Regions from separate parts of the Gossypium hirsutum genome. Here region 1 is linked to region 2. Evidence: chromatin contacts called from public Hi-C data. All regions are on one chromosome and are shown on one strand. Each heading gives the region's core, a stretch centred on a gene start, on an enhancer-like site or on the middle of the called end of the contact. The rest is flanking DNA. Distances are from core to core; before and after follow the strand shown.

Evidence for each region. A called contact is a pair of places that touch in the nucleus more often than the background predicts.
Region 1: a contact with region 2 is called in a Hi-C map of leaf, with 2.3 times the contacts expected there. The contact joins the promoter of LOC107916563 here to the enhancer-like site in region 2. A contact is called at or near these places in 6 of 34 Hi-C or Micro-C datasets (anther, hypocotyl and leaf).

Annotation. Positions count from the first base shown.
Region 1 is chrA01:101,898,699-101,901,751 of Gossypium_hirsutum_v2.1, forward strand. LOC107916563 reads right to left here and starts at 1,577. Exons shown (of 6, transcript XM_041110996.1): 1 at 1,362-1,577; 2 at 779-885; 3 at 510-674; 4 at 31-153. The coding sequence starts at 1,365.
Region 2 is chrA01:101,824,792-101,828,160 of Gossypium_hirsutum_v2.1, forward strand. It overlaps LOC107916519 (phosphatidylinositol 3-kinase, root isoform), which reads left to right. Exons shown (of 17, transcript XM_016845774.2): 14 at 103-257; 15 at 409-552; 16 at 710-857; 17 at 948-2,019. The coding sequence ends at 1,085. Among protein-coding and RNA genes, the nearest start is that of LOC107916519, 13 kb to the left of the region's middle. Within about 2 kb of position 1,875, at least 1 of the 9 cell types and tissues checked has an H3K27ac peak or open chromatin away from gene starts, as enhancers often do.

The DNA of each region.
Region 1 (3,053 bases), core at 327-2,826, 74 kb after region 2:
CTATTATGGGTCAAAATATACCGCTCTTACCTTAATGTTCTTGAAAATTCTCTTACTATCAGGATCAGTTAAAATATCATACACTGCATCTGGGGGCAACCCAACATCAAGTTTTGCCTTAAGGTTGCAAAGAGAACCTTTTGGCACACTAACCTGCCAAGAATAACATTAGCCTAATTCTTTGCAAATTAATGGACCCTTAGAATAAAATATCCAAGAATGTAGATAACAGCAATGTAGGGCAAATTATATTTTAAAATTAGAAGCCAAGGGATTTCTACAACTTTGGCTATATGAGTGAAATAGCACTAGGAAAGTTCATGCTTTTGACTGGCATAGAGTTAAAAGCTTTTACTAGCAGGCACTCGAGAGTGAGTGTCAGATACTTGTATCCTTGTTTAACTATGTGTCGGATACAAATGCTAGTATGGGTACTTCATGAAAAATGAAGAGTTCGGGTCACATAGCTGTTGAGAAGGAAACCATGAAAGTTCCCAATAACTCTTTACCTTTATTTCTGGAGGTTGATTGACCCACGAAGGATTTTCTCTCCAAGCTTGCAATTGTTTCTCCAGATCAATCCTCAATCCAGCAAATGAACCCTTCTCCTTCTCGAGAAAAGAGTTCGCAGATTCAAATCCATCATTATCTTTTGCTAATCCCTTGAACTGTGACTGAGGCCAAAAAAAAAAAAAAGGAATTTTCATTCAAATTCAGAGATACTTTAAAATAATAGTCAATTAAATGAATTCCCCCCTACGTAGGAGAAATGGCTAACCTTAAGATGGTTTTGAAGTTTGTTAGGAAGCTGCACAAAAAAGGCAGAAAAAGCTTGATCAAGAAGCTTGGGTTTTCCATTTTTCCCTTGCATCTCACCTGTTAAATCTAAAACATAGTAATACAACTGTTAATCCACTATCACATCAGCAAGTGATTTAAAATCCTATCAAAACTTCCAAAATTTTAGAACTTCGACTAAGAAGAGGATGAATGATAAAACATACATCATAAAGCTTATTCATTAAAGTTGAATGTAAGGTGGTCATCCTAAGAGCCAAATATTCATATTTTTGGCCGTGAACCTAAGTACCAAAGATGAAGTCAAACAAAACCCTCGGTAAGAATGGAGGAGTAAAAACTCCTAGAATCAGTTTCAAATAGAAATTACAGCCACAGACAAGCCCTTTATACGATTAATCATATTAAGCCAGCCTCGAAGCAACGCCAGATTAAAAAATATATATATCAAAAAGCATAAAGAAAACAACTTCGAGTCAAATACTAAGCAGTTAGCAGTTTTTGATGGTTTTTGCAGCAAAATTCAAGATTCTCCTTCAAAGAAGGCCAATTCGAATACATACCCATTAAAAGTTAAGGAGAAAAAGATAGAAAAGATAGAAAAGATAGAAAAGGTAGAGAACAGAAAACCCAAAAGCAGAAATTAGGGGACCAGAAAAAAAGGCAAATCGAAGTAGAAATGTAAGAGCTTTTGGAATGAAAAGTAAGACAAATACTGAGAAAATGAGTGAAAATTCAATAGCCAAGTTTATCTCATCCTAATATAGATTGGAAATTATCGCGTAACTACGAGAAGTTCTGCACAGTTTATATATTTTTTTTAAATTAAGTTTTAAATGATGTATAATTACGTGAGATTTTTAAATATATTAATTTTAAACTTATAATTATATTTATTTTATTGATGAAATAGTATATCAATTGATAATAATAATTATTTTTATTTTATTTTATTTGATAGAAAAAATACAGTAAAATAGTGACTATAAGGTAAAGAAAACACTCATGTGCGATATTGGACATAGTAGCAAGATGGTCATTAAGTAGTTCTTGGATCAGGACTGAAGGTTCTTCAAACAACTGCAAGTTGTTGTAACTTAAGCTGGCAATTTTAGCCATATGATCGATAATTTTGTTGTGGTCTCTGGGAATATGTTGAATCTGAACTTTCCAGTTGCGGCGTAAGAGTTGATGGATCAAGCGCAACTCTAACATCCTACTATTTGCAACATCTCCAGCTAGGAGTGTTTCAACTAACAAAGCATTATTACATTCCAACTCCAACTGTTTAAAACTAGTCTTTTATGCTACGGTGAGTCCTTCTAAAATAACTTTTGATTCAACCTTGAAAATCGTATCCTTGCTAGTCCTCATAGCAAAAGCACACAGCCAATTCGTGCAAGAATCTTTGAAAACTCTTCCAATCGAAGGACTATTAGCGAGAGCCGAAACAAAACCATCTTGTTGAGTTTGATCCACCCTATCTTTGATGGCATCCAATATGCAGGGATGACCTTTGAATGTCGAAAAAGCTCAACTGAACCTTAGTTCACAATACTTTTAGCCCAAGTAAATCCTATAAAAATAGTATCTTCAATGCAACTATGGCTATTATTAAAGATAAAATTGTTGCGACTTTTCCATAACAGCCAACACAAAATAAAAATCTGTGTCTGTCAATCCTCCTCCTTATCAATAAACCCCCTTGATTTGTCAAGTTTCAGACTAACCATTCATTCACATTTCTTGAGAAGAAAGCATTTCTAGCAATGTTAGTAACAGCAACATGCCAAACTGCTTTAAAAAATTCACAATCTCGGATTGCATGAATACTTGACTAAAAGGAATTCCTGCATCGAGGGCAATGTCCTTCATTAGTCATGTGTCTTCGAGCCTGCTCACCATTGGTCAAGAGCCGATTCTACCAAAACATCCAAAGAAAAAACATGAACTCGTCCTGGGGCTTTATTTTGTCAAATCAGGTTCCAGTTCATAAATGATTCAACACTACCAAGTGAGGAAAGGTTCTTATAAGTTTTAACAAAAGAAAATGAATGGTTGGCAAACCATTTCCAAGTGATTTGGTTAGACCCTACATCATTACAAGGAGGTAATATAGCTACAATGTGAAGAAGAATATGGTTAGGTAACAATAGGTTAAGCTAAAACCAGTCCTAATTTCCAAAATCATCAATCATATCATACACTCTGACATTTTCATTCGGCTAGCCAGGTCCTTCATAAAATAACTTAAG
Region 2 (3,369 bases), core at 625-3,124:
AGACTTTGTGAATTATAATACTCTCTCTTGAGTTTATCATAGTGTTCATAATGGTTCTGATCTTTCTAAGGACTTTTTGAATGTATTTCTTTCCTTGTGCAGATTCTTTCAGATCATCGTAGCATTATAAGCTATCTACAGAAATTTCATCCTGATGAACACGGACCGTTTGGGATTACAGCCACTTGTCTCGAAACCTTCATAAAAAGTTGTGCTGGCTACTCTGTTATCACATATATACTTGGAATTGGAGACAGGTGATCTTTTATTCATCTATATATTCATATAGTTCCCATGCACATTGCTTTTTTCTTTTTGGCAAATTGTTCCAGATTGGCATCTAATATTAGCCATAGATTTTCCCCATATAGTTTGCAATCTCTGAAGACAAATCTTTATGGGTTGCAGACATCTTGACAACCTTCTGCTTAGGGATGATGGACGCCTTTTCCATGTTGATTTTGGTTTTATTCTTGGCCGAGATCCTAAGCCATTTCCACCACCAATGAAACTTTGCAAAGAAATGGTTGAAGCTATGGGTGGAGCAGAGAGGTAATTTTCTTCCTCCTCCTCCTCCCCCTCCCGCTTTCTTTCCATCTCTTTCTGGTTAAGTATTAGATTACGCATGCCCATATTTGTTCATGACCAAGGAAATTTAAATTCTTTGCCGAGACATTAAGGGGTGCATAAATGGCTTTTCATTTTGCAGCCAATATTATACAAGGTTCAAATCCTATTGTTGTGAAGCATACAACATTCTCCGTAAATCCAGCAACCTTATATTAAATCTTTTCCATCTCATGGCCGGTTCCAACATTCCTGACATAGCATCTGATCCTGAAAAAGGCATCCTCAAGGTGGGTTCCTTATGTTCTGAATCCGATGATCATTCTGGGACCCGCTCTTTTTTTTTTTAACCCATTTTGAACTGTTCTCTTTTGGTATAGCTCCAAGAGAAGTTCCGGTTGGACTTAGATGATGAGGCCTGCATACATTTCTTCCAGGATCTTATCAATGAGAGTGTTAGTGCCTTGTTTCCTCAAATGGTTGAGACTATTCACCGGTGGGCTCAATACTGGCGCTGATCTCAAAATCAAGTTCAGGATGTTGAATACCTGTTGTAAATACATAGGGGTATATTTAGCTTGCCTCCTTTGCTCTCACCCCCACTTGGACTAGCCCTTCAATATTTTGAGGTTGTGCCCCGTTAGTTCATTAAGGTTTAAGGCAAAAAAGATCTCACAGTGGCTGAAACTGACTGGGCTATCAACCAATGATAAAATCTGACAGGTTTATGCCAGCTGGTGTGCTCTCTGCGAAGGTCATTGAGGAGGTAAACCCGATCTGATATTGTGAATGATTGCAAATATAGTCCTTTATGCTTGGGTTGTATGCTCTGATATGACTTAGAACTGTGTCCACGAACTGGATAGTTTCAACCAACGCGATGTATGAATTTTTTTTTTTTTTTGTTTTGGTAGAATATACAAAAGATTACATAGAAGTGTTCATAAGTGAATTGCCAATAGTGTTTTCTTCTTTTAGGACCTTTTCAATCTCCATAGGGGATCATTAAACATGTGCAATTCTTCATCATTCAAGAGAGCCAGTTTTGCTAAAGCATCTGCAATCCTATTATTCTCTCTAGGAACACATCTCAAAGTCCACTTCTCTTCATTAGCTAGTATTTGTTGAATCCTCTTGATTAGGGTAGAGTTTGATCCTTCAAGTTTGCTGTTACTAATAGCTACAACGATCTCGAGATTGTCAGATTGGATGTTGACCTCATCGTATCCTTGTCTGCGATGTATGATTTTCATGCCTTGGATTCCTGCACAGGGGGGGTCCTTGCAGATGCTCCTCTTGGAAGTAATTTTGGTAAAGATGTGGGCACATAATTTTTCCCACACCCAGAGCGTCTTATATTTATTTAAACTTAGGTTATGACTTTGTGTTGTGAATTTGAATCTTTAGAAAGTGTAAAGCTGAGAAATGGAAATAAAATCTTAATTTTAGTGATTTGAATATTTCATATTATGCGTTTAATAAAAAAAATATAAAAAATAAAAAACCTAAATGGAAGTAAAATCATTCAACACATTTTTCATGGAAATAAAATCTAAACATTGTTTCTTTTGAAAAAATTATAAAAATCTAAGCGAACGACTGAAAAAATATTAAAATTATAAATTTACGCAACTAGTTCACAGTATTCTTAAAATCAACATGCAAAAATCTTCTTTATGAAAATTTTACAACTTTGATGACATCATAAGGAAATGAAAATGTTTTAAACAATATCTAATTTTCGTTCAAAAACGTATGCTAAAACGTTGATACAAATATTCAAGAAAATATATACCTTTGAAGTACGGATGATTAAAAAAAAAACAAAGGTTTTTTTTTTTACACTTATTTACAAATTGGGTAAATTCCTCTCTTTTTTTCACTTAATTAACTTTTATTGTTATCATATTAAAATTAATGAATATTAAATTGTTAAGCTTAAAATATAGTTTTAAAAAAAGATACATATTAATAGCATTTATCAAATTAAATTTATACTTTTCAAATATAATAAGAGTTATTTACATTCATTGATTAAAGTAGAGTAAAAGATAAATATAAAATTACAAAAAATCAAATATCAACAATTTTACCTGAAAGAAATTATTGATAATATAATTTAAATTATAACGTATTAACATTAATAACCAGAACATGATCAATTTTAATTGATTCTAAATTAGTTAAGTATTTTTAAAACATTTTGTAATCACATTACCTTTTTCAATTTATTAATCAATTTTTTGAAAAATTCATTAAAAAATTTAAATAAAAACTAATGTTATAAAAATATTATAAATTTAATATACACAAATAATCAGAATACAAACTAATAAAAAACTATACAAGTGAATTTAATATATCATCACATGTACTTATAATTTTTTCTTGAAAAAAATGGTAGCTTCATTTGCAATATATAGAATAATTATCCATATAGGAATTATTATAATTCTCATAATTTTTTTGTATAATTACATTACATAAATTATTACATAATTTTTTTTAACATTTGTAATGTTTTTATATTACTTTATTACACAAATTATTACAAAAAACTTATAATTATACAAATTATTAGAAACTTTAAACTCTAAATTCAATTACACAAATTATTATAATTTTGTAATGTTTTTTAATAATTATACAGTTATGCGAAACACGAAATTGTAGTACGATCCTTGAGTGGATGACCTACATAGAAAAAAAATACAAACACAAAAAATAAAAGCATATGCAAATAATAAATAAAAATAAAAGAAAACAAAAACCAACAACCAAATCCAAAATAATAATAGTATC